2 separate regions of the Triticum aestivum genome follow, and region 2 is linked to region 1. The links are chromatin contacts, called in public Hi-C maps. All regions are on one chromosome and are shown on one strand. Each heading gives the region's core, a stretch centred on a gene start, on an enhancer-like site or on the middle of the called end of the contact. The rest is flanking DNA. Distances are from core to core; before and after follow the strand shown.

Region 1 (7,670 bases), core at 2,365-4,864:
AGCGTCAAAAAATAGTACCACCTCGGATAATAAAAATCTTCGAGGCAGGACGAAACGAAAAAGAAAAAAAATCACCTAAACGGAACGAAACAAAGCGAAACTAAACCAAGAATATCTACTCCCTTTAATAGTAGGTATAGATATAGATATAGATTACATGTACTGCAAACAAACGGGTATGGGTATCTCTCAACTCGATCAACAACTCCATACTAGGAGGATCCAGTATGCTGTAAATTTTTTTTTTTGAACTTTTTGGAGTTGGAGCTTGTCCTGTTCATGACACATGGGCCAAGCCTACTTAATTCCGTCTTCACCGGATCCATGCTAGTACTTAATTAATCTCCCTACCGTCCTCTAATTAATTAACTCATCTCATACCGTGACCAGATCCCAGAGCAGTTACTATTAAAACTTCATCACATCACCTCCTCTCTCTCTCTCTCTGAGTTTTTTCTTTACTCGGCGTAAAAAGGTATATTTTAGGAGCATTTCACAATGTTATTTATATTGTCTATCTGGTATTGTACATCTTGATACATTCTTATACAGATTTTGTCAAACTTTAAAATAGTGTTTGACTAACGGGATTATAGAATGATATGTAGTATCATGAACTGAATATTATATGAAACTCGCTTTTCAGTCTTGTCTGGAATTACAAAGAAATCTTTTCATGTTCGTCCGCCCTGACGAAGTCGATGATGCTCCTAGATTACTGCTGCCCTCTTGGCCTTATTACAATAGCTTTCATCATGTGGCTTTCGTAATTCAGTGTTGAAAATACAACCATGTAAAGGTACCTGACTATTTTGAGTGTGCCCGGTATCTATTCCTTAACTTATTAGAGCAAGTATAATAAGATATATAAACGTTTTATAAGAATTTAAATACTCTCTTTGATCCATATTATAATAAAGTGGTATAAGCGGGCTATAGAAGGGAGTAGTATATTTTTTATGAGTTGGAGTAGTATATTTTCGATGAGTTGTGGGAGAGAGAAGAGAAACGAATCGTAAATTAACAGACAGCTGCAACACGTGCTTCAAGAAACTTTATGAGAGTTTAAGATATACCATATATTAATGAAATGATATCTATTTGCAGTTAACTACTATACATGTTTGCTATAATATTGACTATATATGATATGGCAAAAATATATAGCCGGCAACTGACTATAGTATTAACCATGCTCTCAGGATACACATATTCACACTGACACGCTCTTCGTTCCATCCTATCAATGACTGATTAGCTTGTTGGTCACACATGCCGGCAAAGCAAGGCATACACAGACATGCACACGCGCCACACCTTGACCAAATTAAAATCTGTGGAAAGTTTTTCTTCTAAGCAAACCACCGTTTGGAAAGTGATTGGTACGTTTTGTTGCTTCGACATTCATGGTACCTTCTGTAAAATGGCGATGTTTCATAATAATTCTTCTCCTTTCATTTCAAACTGCATCTTAGAAAATTTATGCATTTCAAGGTCAGAGTTACAAGGGATTGGTTAGTCTTCACTGCAAAGATTGGATGCCAAAGCATAAAAAAGAACTTTTCGTATTGAGATTGCCCCCCCCCCACCCCACAAAAAAAGGTTAATATATAGAACATGGACATTTGGTCTGCATTTATGTATTTTGTAGAACTGTTAGACAATGGTGCTTTACAATTTTAGTGTTCACTGCGAAAGTGTGTAAGATGGAAAGCTCCGAGTTTGCTCGGGCTTTGAGCGAACATGAACATTTGATTTGCATTTATGCATGTTTCTATAACTACTAGGCACATTTATGTTTTTATTGACGTATTAGGCATCTTTAAGTACTATCCTTTCTAAACAACTTATTAGTGTTCATCGTGGAAACGCGTGAGCTCTCGAGTTTGCCGAGGCTAGCATGGTACACTCATCACCATGGTTACTACTGTACTTCCTTCGTCCGGGTGTATAGGGCGTGCGAGTAGTTTTTGATCATCGACTTGACTAACTAAATACATGTTATAGTCCTAGTGGTACATTTTAACTACTTTCTACAGTTGGGTTTATAAGTCGGGCATAGGTTTTTGGGTCTTCAATTTGACTAATATAAACATGTATAATGTGACATAAAAATTATATGGTTAGAAACTTTATTTGATGATAAATCTAAAATAGGTATGCTTAAAAAACATAATACATATTAGGTGCCTCTCTCCTCATTAATTACTTGCCACATCAATATTTTTGCTTATGTGGCATCTATGTTACTACCTATGTTACTCGAACTATGACCAGCCTAAAGCGAGTGTGCATTGAGGCCCGCTAAATCTAGTCATAGCACGTGAAGCACTCCTGATCCCTATGACATCCTGTGCATGCCCCCTTGCATGTAGTGCAATAAGCGGGATATATGTCCTTGCTTCCCACCCTACTCTCTCTCTCTCTCTCTCCCTCCTATGTGTGTCTCATTTAAAAAAAATCATAATAGTGTGCAGGTTTGATCCCATGGCTTTTGAAGAAGAAACGTATCTTAAATCAGTTCCTAACCCTTTTTGTTAGGTGTACATATGACAACCAACTTGACAGATGTTATTATTTCATATAAGAATATAACCCCATGTAGGCTTAACTAAGTAATACTTCCTGTTTATGGCAGTGAGACATTAGATAATTCATTTGGCTGGAATTTTAACAATAAGTGAGTTGAAGAAGCTTAAAAAAAACTTATTTACTTCCAACAACAAGAAGCGAGAGGTGAAGAAAGTACATTTTGGCATGGTTGTGACTTGGCGGTACTATTTTTGTTTTCGCAAAGTTGCTTCTTCCTATATGTATTACTATTGGTGTATTGCCGCATCTTGCTTCTCTTAATCCTGGTGAGTTCTTTTTGTATGGGACGAAATATATCCTCTCGCTCTTCGCGTGTCCTGAAAAATCCTACGTGCAAGAGAACTAGAGAAGAGAAGGGGCATGACATGGCCATGCTTTATGGATCGTTCTTCTCCTTTTGAAATTAATATAGAACTACAAACATGAAGAGGCATTCCTTAGCTCGAAGTGTTTTGTATCATTGTATGACGCTGTAGGGTGACACGTTTTACTTAGGCACCTCGTAGCGGGGGCTATAATCCATGTAATTATTAGTGTTCAGGCCTTTTTGAGTCACCAAATTGTAAAAGACGAAGGACTAAAAAATATAAGAATGACTCCCATGGGATTTAAGTTTGTTTGATTGCATCACATGAAATAAACAAATTTTTTTCGGAAAAAAATAAACAATTTTTTAAGAGATTGTAGGGCATGTTAGATTTTTCATGAAATCTAGCACAAATGATTTTATTGAATTTTGATCTATAATTTGAATCCTATGAATCAAACGACAAAACCTAGGAAGGATTCTTTGATCAAAAAGCCCCTTCAGGGAATATATAGTTCTAATGAAAAAGATACATCAGTAATAAGTATTTCCTCTATAAAGAAACATAAGATCGATTAGATCACTATATATTAGTGATCTAAATCGATCTTATAAGTATTTCAATAAGTAATTAAGGAAGAGCAAGATGAAGAGGGAGCAGAGCACCCACCGAGACAGAGTGACCCACACATAAATAGCATCCAACCGCTCCTAAATTAAGCGTCGCGTCGCGTCCCGTCCCCCCCTCTCTCCCCTCGCCGTCGTCGAGCCGACGACGATGACGCACAGCAGCAGCCACCACCACCACCACCACCACCACGCGCTCTGCTGCCTCTCCTCCGCGCCGCCGCAGCCCGAAGCGTCGCCCACGCCGGCACCGGAGCCCGCCGCGGCCACCGCTACGCCGGGGCCGGGGTCGGTAGCGGTGGCCGGCGTGCTGCACAAGTGGACCAACTACGGCCGCGGGTGGCGGGAGCGCTGGTTCTCGCTCCGCGACGGGGTGCTCTCCTACTCCAAGATTCGGGCCGACGCGGGGGGCGGGGAGGCGGCGGGACGGATCGCTGACGACGGGGAGGTCAGGCTGATCGGCGGCGCGTCCGCGAGGATCGCCGGGGGGCGCCGCCCGGAGAAGCCCGTCGGAGTCGTCTGCCTCAAGGTCGGTGGTTGCCTTCTCTCCTCTCCTCTCCTCGTCGCCTTGTGGCGTCCGTGTGCACCCGCCTCATGGTGGGGCTGGGGGCAGTTCTGTTTCCATTTCCTCTCCAGATTTCGCCTCCGCATTTCTGATCGATCGTTTCAACCCCGTCTCTTACTCCGTGCGATTTCTTCTTCTTCTGAATTTTCTTGTGCTTACCCCTCGATCCAGTGCTTCGTTTGGCACATTGCATTGCGTCCCTGGATCAAATGCTCAGATTCCCCGAGGTTTATTAGTTAATCCCTTCCCAGTTCTTGCATCGGTGAACGCGCTTTCGCCTTGTTTATGATGAAATGGTTGGTGGGAGAGCGCGTCATAGCGCTGGATCGAAGTGACGTGATATTCCTTGTCATTTTGCCGGCGGTGCATCGTCGTACCAAACTATTCATCTCATGTCCTGTCTCTTTGAAATTTCCGATGTTTTTTTTTCTCGTCGGTGCTTAATAGAGGTGATCAGGGAATCAATCAAAATGCTTGAAAAGTCTTTGTGTTTCGACGCAGGTTTCTAACCGATTTGTGGTTTGTTCGTGATTTGGATGGACATTTTAAGTTTTATACCAATTGCTTATTATCAACAGGTTGGATTTTATATTAACCAATCACCATTTCCGTGGTCCAGTACCACCCGCAAATTCTTGTCCAAATTTAGCTCTATCTAGCTTCACCACAAATGAACAAAAAGGCATTGCTATTTTTCTCCCCCTCAAGTGTAATCTCCCCCAAAAAGAGACCATAGCTAGCTTTCTCTATCACGCAGCCACAGGCACATCTCTGGACATGGAGGCCTTGTACTTTCCACAGATTTGGTCAAATTTCTAAGGTTTGTGTGTTGCAGCTTCTGATAATGATGTCATTTGCTAGTTGCTACCGCTGCAAAGACAACGAAGTTTAGCCGCTAGTCTCTGTCTTATTACTTTCATGGTAGAAGTGGTCCAATGGTGACATGGTTAATCTTTAATAGTATCATCAAGTCGAACAATCGGAGGGAAGAGGTGGTTAGAGGATATGCTCAGGGAATTTCTTGTTGCAATTTTGAATTTTGCATTATTGGCTTGTACTGGTCCTGAGGTTGCTTTTCCACGAGCCCCTTTTACTAGCTGCTGCTGCTGCTGCTGCACCCGCAGTAGTAGAAGTACTAGCTAGCACCGGGTCTTTTCAATACAATTGGACATGGGTCCCAGGAATTCAAGGATGTACAGTTAAAATTAAGTGGTCACATAGAGAGGTAGAGGGACTAAAACGGGGGACCTGTGTGCAACTTGGATTGAATTAGGGGGACCTCGTGGACCTTCAAGAGCTGCATAGGTCGTTTGGTTCTCCTATTTTCTCGATCCCCCTCACCCCCTCTCCTCATCCCCAAATATTTTCTTGTTGACTGTTAGATGCTCCTTTGCTTGCCTTCCTTTACCCTTTAATTGAAGCTGAAGGTAGAGGGAGGGAACCGAATCACATGATTTCTCTTGGAATACCAAATCATTTTCTTGTGTCTGCTTTTTGTCCTCTACTTTGTCTGCCTCTTGGTTGTTAACGGAATAAACATCGAAGCGCTCATCTATTAGTTCGATAGATTCCAGGCTTTCTATATGCTCCATTTTTGGCCTTGACAAGTAGCGTCTCATATCAGGAGGTTCTCTTCATTTCCATGTGCAACGTTTCCCTGTGAGTAACATAGTGGTGCTAATTTGTTCTCATGTCTCTAGGTGTCCGCATTTCGGGAGAGCAAGTCCGACGACAGGAGATTCTACATATTTTCTCCCACAAAGACACTTCATTTGAAGACAGATTCAAAAGATGACCGTGTTGCTTGGATCGAGGCCTTGATCTTGGCGAGGAGTGTTTATTCGCTCAGGTCACTCAGTGGAAGAATAACTTTTGTGCAGAGTGATATTTCAGTTTCCACTGCAAGGCTTCGAAATCGGATGCACCAGGATGGTTTAAACGAGAGTCTTATACAGGACTGCGAACAGATTATGCTTTCGGAGTTTTCAAGCTACAGAAAGCAACTGAAGCTACGCTATGACGATCATCTAAGCTTGTTCGGATCCAGCAGACACCATTTTGAGGTAAGAATGGCTGCGTATGTTTCTTTTGAGGCCATGCAAAATTCTAAGACAAAATGCTTGTATGGAATTGATAGGTAGCAGGAACTGCTAATGCCTGAACCTAAATAGTGGAGCTACATCATATGCTTATTGGTCATATGTTTTTGCTTATCAGTAAATCTCGTATGGAACCTTTTACTTAACTTTGCAAAGGTTACTCTCCTTGAAAGGTTACTCTGCTCTTTTTTCCTGCAGGAATTTTACATAGTGTATTACACGCCTATTTGTGCAGGAAGGTAAAGATGGAAATATAATACAGGGGGCGTTGACAAAAAATGAATTTTCTAGTTCCCGTCATGGAAATTTTAGTGGTATGATTTCTTACACATACTGATCAAATTACTGCACTGTGTTAGCTGCATGCATCTACTTATGTGGTGCTTGCGCCCTTCTTTCAACTGTCTCTGCTGGATGCTTTTTAACCTTTCTCATTTAGTTGTCTGAATTATTTATATGTGCTGCCTTATTTCCTAAAGAAAGTAAAGAAACTGTTGCAAGTTATTTTTAGTGGAAACTGATGCAAGTTTTATTTTTCCGGAGGCTGTTGCAAGTTTACTACACTATGGCCTATAATCAGCATGCCTGAGTTATCCCATGCTCTTGCATTAGCTTTTCTAATGATCCAGTGATTTGTTTTTTGCCCAGAATACAGCACGACAGAATCTGATGAATTTGAGAAGCAAGATGGTGGTGAATTGACTTGTGAAGAGGGCTCTACATTCTTTGATGCTGCAGACTACTTCACAGAATCAAACAGCAGATCTTCAACAATGTCAGCTTCCACAGATTGTGGTGTACACAGTGCTACTAACATAGATAATCCAGGTGGCCAAGAAGTTGTGGATATCCAAATTCAAGATTCTAACAACATGCTACCTGAAATCAAACGACGGAGTAAACTACCAGAACCTACTGAGAAAGAGAAAGGAATCAGCCTTTGGTCCATTATTAAAGATAGTGTTGGCAAGGATTTGACACGAGTATGCCTTCCAGTTTACTTCAACGAGCCACTTTCATCCCTCCAAAAGTGCTTTGAAGATTTCGAATATTCCTACCTTCTGGATCAAGCCTATGAATATGGAAAAGTGGTAAGATCACTTATACGTTTATGGTCTTGAATTTCTAGGATATTCAACTGTTTTATGATTAGTGTTTTCGGAGCAGTAACAGTAGTCACCAGTTGTTTTTCTTGTTTGTGGCCACATGGGAGTTAACATCGATTACGGAATAGTGTTAACGTTGATTGAGTTCTGCCACAAATTTATTATGAATGGGGCAGTTTATCTAGTAACACAGATCAGTGGATATTTGTCTTTATACATATTGTATTTTTTATCTGGTAGTTTTCTTCTGTTTGAAATTTCCATGTGCTGAGGTTGTGAAGTGTTATTACAAATTTTACTCATGTATCTATTGCATTTGAAATTTAGGGGAATAGCCTCATGAGAATCCTGAAAGTAGCTGCTTTTGCGATCTC
Region 2 (7,670 bases), core at 3,231-5,730, 760 kb before region 1:
ATTACATGTCTACACCTAATTATAGCATTTAGTAGTTCGTGCCCAGCTCTGTTACTTCCCTATGCTAATATCTCATTTTTTACTTGCTTGGCTTGGCTATTTTTGCTGACAGATTTTCAGCAAGACGATTCTTGCGAAGTTTGGATGGGCAATGGATGTCGAGCCGGATTTCAGATTCTAAGAGTATTGGCTTCCGGGTGAGCCAATGGCCCCTTGGTAAATTCGATTCAGCTTCCAGGCCTTCTCCCGGACCCCTAACTGCAACTAGTAGTAAAGGAAGAGCTCGGTGTTTGTTTTTTAAGTCCCCCTGCTCCTGGAAGAAGGAAGCACCCAGCATTCTCTTTGTAGGCTCTTTTTTTTTCTTTCTACCCATCTTCTCTTCTGTACTTGCTATGGCCCAATTGCCTAAAGTCGTGTTTTGCATTTCATTTGGGCTGACGGATTTTAGCTTGTTGAGAACTGATGGACATTCATTTTATACCGGATCAATCTCAAATATAGATGACCTGTCAGAGTGATGGTTGTGGATTCGTTTGAACGAGGAAGCAAACTGTGTTGTTTGATGCAGTTGAGTACTGGTTGTGTGATGCTGAGGTGTAAGTTTTGATCGAAAAGTGTTTGTTCGTGGTAACTATGCACCGTGGGGTATGAATTTGGGGGTATATGCTCCATGAGCGTGCGTGGCTGCGTGTGCGGTTTTGCTGACACTGAGGCTCTGTTCGGTAATGGTCCGCTCTGGGAATCTGTGGAGAGGATAAATGGCAACTCCACCATTTTGACCTACAGCTCCGCCTACTCCGCTCTGGGAGCTGTGGAGCGGAGTGACGCCGAACAGCCCCTGAGATCTGGTTCTGGCTGGCAGGTCGATTTGCCTCTTTCGTTTTGTCCTATAATAGAGTGGTGTGATTTTTGTTGCAATTTTGGGAAACGGGTTGTACAAGGGAGTCTAAAGCTGTGGTGCCACCGGAGTGAAATTGGAGCTGGTACTGTTCATATTTTCTTGGATCCACAGTGGGAGTGGTGACCGGTTATGGAACATAAAAGAATCTATATATGGGCAAAAAGAATTCACTTGTTCGGATTTGTTTGGTCGGTGATGTGACATCTTTGGTTGTGTGTTACAGATTTGGTACTTTTGATATATGCTTCTCTAAATTGGTGATCGTTGTTCCCGTGCACTGACCTTGTAGCCTTATTACAATGACTTCCTCACTCCGACGAGAGGAATGATGACGGCGGGCCTTCGCCACATGGTTGTAATTTTTGTTATTTTCGTTGTCTCGCTGCCATGATAGATGATAATTGAATTGGCAGTTTTCTTATTTGGAAAAGGCTATATTCTCCGGACATGCATTAATAACCTCCAAAGAGTAGAGTCAATTGTGAAAAAAAAAACCCCTCCAAAGAGTCTGATTTGGCTTGCACGGTTGTGGCACCCAACTTGAAGAGACTGAGTAGATCATGTTGCATCGCTAACGCCTCAACCATCCCTGCTTTGGCAACAAGAGGTAAAAACTTCATTTATTATTATTAAAAATAGGACTTGCAACAGCCTTCAGTGAATTTACTGATGATGTAACCAAGACCTACTCAATAGATAATCTCAAATTAAAAAACTGAGTATAAGAAGGCAATTTCTATATATCGCTCTGTGCCACAAGGTATCAACATTTCGTGCAGGAAAAGGCCAATTATAGGCCTGTCGGAATCTGGTTTTGGAACCTTTCTAGAAGGTTTTGGTCCGGTCTTTTTTTTCCTGTTGTTTTATTTATCACAAATTACAAAAACTGTTTGATTTTTTTTAGAAAAAATGATTTATAAAAATGGAATTTCAAAAGGTACGGTTCTAAAAAATGTTCATGTTTTAGAAAAGCAATCAAAAATTTAAAATATGTTCACATTTCTCTAAAAATGTTTGTGTTTTCCCAAAACAATGTTCACAAATATCTTTATGAAAAGCATAACATTTTTTGATTTTTTTACATTTTCCCGTAATTTTTGTTCACGTTTTCCAAAACTATATTCTTACTTTTTATGTTGAAACAAACAAATCGAATTGAAACATGAGCATACTATTTTTTTTAAAAAAAACTAGAAATTAACTGAAGTGAAGCGCTGAACTCTACAAAGTGGGTCAGTCCATGAACGAACGGGCCCATGCGTCACCCCACTAAAAAATCATTTCTTCCAGAAAAAAGAGTTTGATAGCTTTTGGGGTGAAAAAAGAGGAAAATATACTTTCCACCCTCAAATCCACTTCAATAGTCATGCCCGTGTCAAAAACCATGTGATTTGGACCCTGAAGTTAATAAATCCGGTTTTAGCCCTTGAGTGGTTTTGCATCATATCGATAGTGTTTTTGGCTGTAATGAGGCTAACTGAGCTATCAATGTCATGATGACGTGCCATTGAATGGTTAGGGATAAAATTTCCTCATTTGCGCGACGGACCCTAGCTCTTGAACCCCCTTGTTTACATGGGACCCTAGCAGGCAATCTTCCCACCCCCTGAAGATCCCATCGCCCACAAAACATAGAGTTGTTGGGATCTAACACGGCAGTGCTGGTTCCATTGTCGTGTGAAGGCGCCTCGATGGATTTTGTTGAGCGTGATGAATCCTTGTCGGATGTGAGCTTGGGGAAATCGTCTGCTAGGGTTCCAGGGAGACAGAGGAACTCGAGAGCTAGGGTTCGTCTTGCAAACAGGGAAATTTCATCCCAAACCATTTAGTGACACATCATCGTACGGTTCATAATTCAATCAGACTTGTTACAACCAAAACCCGCTGTTGCAAAACCACTCAAAGGCTACATTTACCCTTTTTTCGTTAATTATGGCTCTATTGAAGTGGATTCGGGGTTAAATGTATACTTTTACGAAATCACTAGTTGGAGGGTACCCGTTACAAAGAACACTCTCATCTTCTCTTATGGTGATGAATGGCTCATTGCATGTGTAGCACTTGTCGCAACCTGAGAGTTTCGTGTTTTTTTATAAATGTATTATCTCTTAAACCGCACACCCAAATCATTTTCATCGTTGTGTTTCTCACGTCAAGATCCTCTAAGATAGATCCCATGTTAATAGGTTTGGACGCCCCCCCCCCCCCCCCAATGGAAACAAAGAAACGAAAAAAACAAAAAACAGAAGCTCGAAAAACGGAAATACAATTGTACTTTTCACTTTTCGTGAACCATTTCCGAGAAGGATAGTTGTGCTTCTCACAGAAGCACAAGTATGCTTTTTTACTTTTCAAAAAAGCAAAGTTGTGATTTCTGTGCTTCCCGAAAGTGAAAAGCATGTTTGCGCTTCACTGTGAAGCACAACTTTGCTTTTCACACGGAGTGCTTCACACGATAAAAAAGAAAAATAAAGTATTTTCCCACAAAAACCTAGGAAAAACAAGCAGAATCCACCCCCAAACCAAAAAAATTCCAAAATGCATGCAGAAATGAATAAAAAAAGACGTCCCCGCAGGTGTGCCAAGCGCGCAACATCTGACGGCGGCCGGGTGCACCATTTGTCAACGCAGAAGCGTCCCAAGTGACCCCTAGAGGTCCTCGCGAAGGGGTACCCTCCAGTTAGTCGCTAGAGCTATGTATCACCCATTTGCGAGGTGAAGTTCAATCTCGCCTCTCGTGAGCGCTCTACTGGTCCGACCCTTTACTGTAGGACAAGTTTTTTCTGTTTCTCATGTTAGGCACAATTTTGTTCTCATTTTTTTTCTTTTCTTTGTTTTTGTCAGTTTTCTTTCTTCTTTCCAGTTTTCATTTGTTTATTTAAAAAAAAATTCAACACGTGTCTACTCTTCTTTACACACAATGTACATTTATTATACACGCTTAACATTTTTCAAAAATACATTTTCCCCAATATATGCCTTGGTGTCTACTTTTTTCATGTACATTGTACATTTTTCCTACACACCAAGAACATTCTTTTATACCAGTTTAACATTTTTATACATAATTAACATTTTTTCTATGTTTTGATGTCTACTTTTTTCATGAATGTTTTACATTTCGATGTTTTCATATCCGTTGTACATTTTGTCGTATACATTAGGAACATTTTCTGTAGATGTTTAACATTTTTTAAATACATGGTTAACCTTTTTTTATAATATCACGTGCATTTTTTCGAAACACCTGAACATATTTTTATTACTATATGTTTTATAAAATTGTTCACATTTTTGAACGTTTTCATTATTTTTTTAATTTCCTGAACTTAACTGAAAATTTAAGTTTTTGTAGGTAATATTGAAAATTTAAGTAGTATATAAAACAAAAAAGATAAAACTCGCCGAGCAGTATGTGGGTCGGCCCATTTACCAGGCTCCCCAAAGGTGTGAGTTGCTGCTTCCTCGAAGAAGTCTCCCCCGGTGAAAAAATCGCCGAACAGCGGTCGGATTTGCTAAAAAAAAAAACAAAAGTTAGTCGGTCGTCGTGAAAAAAACAAGTCGTCAAAAGAGCAGGTTGGGCCTTGTCCGCCCAAGCAGCCCGCGACGCTAGCCTAGGGTTCTCGTCGTCCGTCTCCCACAAACCAGAGTCCCTCCCACTCAATCTCCCTCTCCCACCCTTCACCACCCCCATCCGGCGGCGGCGGCCCAACTCCGTCAACCACCGCCTGGCTCTGCCGACCAGCGTCCTCCCCCCTCCGGTGGATCGGCGGCGAGCTTTCTGAAGCCAATATGGTGAGTAGCTCAGGCTTTTGAGCCAGGTCCTGAAGCCGGCATGGTTGATTTGATGCTCGTTTGTTGTACAGCTGTTCTTCTCCTACTTCAAGGAGCTCGTCGGGAAGGAGGTTACGGTGGAGCTCAAGAACGACCTGGCCATCCGCGGCACGCTCCACTCGGTGGATCAGTACCTCAACATCAAGCTCGAGAACACTCGGGTCGTCGACCAGGACAAGTATCCCCACATGGTATGATCATCTTCATCCGGCCTATGCCAGTGCGTAATTAGTCAATGCCTATAAGCTGCCTGCTGTTTTAGTAGAGCGCTGTATGGATCGCTTGATTCCCTAGATGAAGACTAACCCAATATCTTGTTGCTTAGGTGATTGTTTTTGTGTCATACTCTTGTTATAGGCTGCAAGGTGTGTTCGTTGACTTAGGAAACAGTGTAGTGGTGGTTCCTGTTGGGATCGTAGACTTGTGATTCCAGATTTTTGTTGCAATGGTTAAGGTTTATCTTGGAAGTAAATACCAAAAGAGTAGCTTTAAGCAAGCAATCTAATTGTAAGTTATATACCAGTGATGGTTGCTCTGCGTCATTCAACTTCCTAGCAGTCTACCTTAATATCATTAGTTAGAGCTCAATTCAGGGGTGTTGTCTAACTGGATGGTATCCACGCTTCCTGAAAAACATACAATTTTAGTCTAAAGCTCTAAAGACATGGTAGAAATAAAAAGTAAGGCATCACGCGTGCGACCTGATTATATTCTGTATATTCTATATGTTGATTCAGTTAAAGTCTTAAACGAGTGTTTCTAGTGGGTCTCTGTTATGTTTCACATACCTCATATGTTGATTCAGTTAAGTTTTAAACTAGTGCCTCTAGTGTTAACCAGACATGGTTAGCTCGTGCTGTACCAAAAAATCTGGTAGAACTCGTTTGATCTTGGTACGTTAAGCTTCTTGTAATAATAATGCCAGGTAATTTCATAAGGTTAAGATTCTAGCCGCATACATGCAACAAATTTTGTAGATTGGTAATGAGTGCTTCACCTGGTTTATAACATGTTATAGAAGGTGTTGTTACTACCTGCACAGGAAATGTTGGTCCCTTAATCCCAGTACACGTTACACATGTAACAATCTGAACAGTTGGAATTGAATTGTTGTGTGAACCTTGTGGTTTAAAAGCTAACATTGTGCTGGAATCAATGTTTGTAAGGCGAGGCGAGGCGCTAAAACGTAAGGCGAGGCGACGCCTTAGACACATACATATACAATATATGGCAAACAATTAGGAGATTTAACAACTAGCATTAACATAATAAACTGTACATACATATGTGTTTAAGGAATTGCGCATCTCTATCCTAATCTCCATGGATGCCTCAGGACACTTATCCACATCACTAGAACCCCCAGAAAGGTGCTGCTTCAGCCTTCTCACTCCATCATGGACTATCTTGCCACACAGTGTACACTGGAGTAAATCTTTCCTCTCTAAATCTGGCCAGAACCCATACTTCCAAGCTGGATCGTCGGATGTAGCTCTTCTCCTAGGATCGTTGAATAGATCATAAGCATTACCGGCCACAGGATCCATGAGGACACCTGGCTACTGCAGCAACACTGAGAGAAGGCCCAATCAGCCGTGAAATAAAAAGAGAGAAGAGCCAAATCACTAGAGCAACCGGATCAAACATGGGGAAGGGGAGAAGAGGTGCTGGGGCTGCTGCCTTGTGGATGGAGAAGCAGATTTGGGAGGAAATGGATGAAGAGAAGGAACAGGCAAGCAGCCAAGCACATCTAGCTACACTGCACGGAGAAACAGAGTATTGGAGGGGTGGAATAAAAGCAGAGAAGGGCAGGTGAGAAGCGAGACTAGAATGGGAGCCACACCTTGCTGTTGCGCCAGAGGAGGAGGGGGAGCTGAGCCCGGAGAGGAGAGGCACAGATCGGAGCCGTGGAGGACCGCCGCCAAAGGTCAGAGAGGAGAAAAGGAATCCCTCTCACGTGGATTGGACGATTTGTTCGATCCTCTCTCCCGCCCTCCGCCTGGTACCTGTTTGCGGTTGCGCGTGGGCCCAATCTTTCCCGCGAAAGTTTCCCGCTTGGGCCACTCTTCCCCGCGTGGGAGCAGCCAATGGCATCTGATCTGGCCCAAGGCACAACCTTGCATGCCTAGGAAGACGATTCATATACCCTATGGTCTAAAGTGAATGCTTTACGAAGCTGTCTAGGCCAGGCTCGACGCCTTGCCATCAGAGGGCGCCCCTTACAGACGCCTTAAAAACAATGGCTGGAATAACCTTTTCGCCATACAACCAAATGGGCGATGCATGCCATTTTGGATAGCATATAATGCACTGATCTAGTATTGTAGATATGTAGTTCTCCTTTTGGGCAGGTAAGTTGAACTAACGATATTCCGTGCAGGTATTTCAGAGTGGATACCCTTTTGAACTTCTCTCATTGGTATGGGCGCTATGCCGCACCGCTTGCCTCCGAGCGTCTCTCTGGTTGCTTCAGTGTTCCTTGTATTGGTAGAACACGGTCAGCCACATACACAAGAACAAAAGCCTAGGCAACACAAGAACAAAGAAACCGAAGGATTCCAACCAACAAACGCAGAGAAATAACAACAAAATCGTAAGACACCGCCCCTAATAAAGTGACAGACGGCACCATGCTCCCCAACGCAAGAAGAACACATAGCATGTGCGTGCCATCGCAACAACCACAGCCCAAAGATCCATTAAATCAAAACGGAAACAGGTTGACCAAAACCCATCGACCAAACATCCCATCAACATTGAATCTTAGGATTCCGAATGACAGGACCTCTCCTCATTGTCTATCCCCAAACCAAACCAAAACTAAAAGAAGGATCACAACAAAAGGGAAAATAAAGGATGGTCAATGAGCTAATCGAAATGCAGTCACACGACATGAAGTAGTTCCTACACATACTCGCTGGACTCGCAACATATT

The links. Hi-C and Micro-C count contacts between places; a contact is called where the count stands out from the background.
Region 2: a contact with region 1 is called in a Hi-C map of leaf, with 7 times the contacts expected there. The contact joins the promoter of LOC123160113 here to the promoter of LOC123156815 in region 1. A contact is called at or near these places in 3 of 5 Hi-C or Micro-C datasets (all in leaf).

What each region holds. Positions count from the first base shown.
Region 1 is chr7B:374,510,807-374,518,476 of IWGSC CS RefSeq v2.1, reverse strand. It overlaps LOC123156815 (oxysterol-binding protein-related protein 2A), which reads left to right and starts at 3,614. Exons shown (of 10, transcript XM_044574999.1): 1 at 3,614-4,055; 2 at 5,792-6,154; 3 at 6,426-6,504; 4 at 6,839-7,281; 5 at 7,624-7,670. The coding sequence starts at 3,678.
Region 2 is chr7B:375,272,476-375,280,145 of IWGSC CS RefSeq v2.1, reverse strand. It overlaps LOC123160113 (sm-like protein LSM2), which reads left to right and starts at 4,480. Exons shown (of 3, transcript XM_044577933.1): 1 at 4,480-4,696; 2 at 4,768-4,926. The coding sequence starts at 4,694. LOC123159991 (DNA topoisomerase 1 beta) reads left to right here. Exons shown (of 16, transcript XM_044577794.1): 16 at 113-538. The coding sequence ends at 181.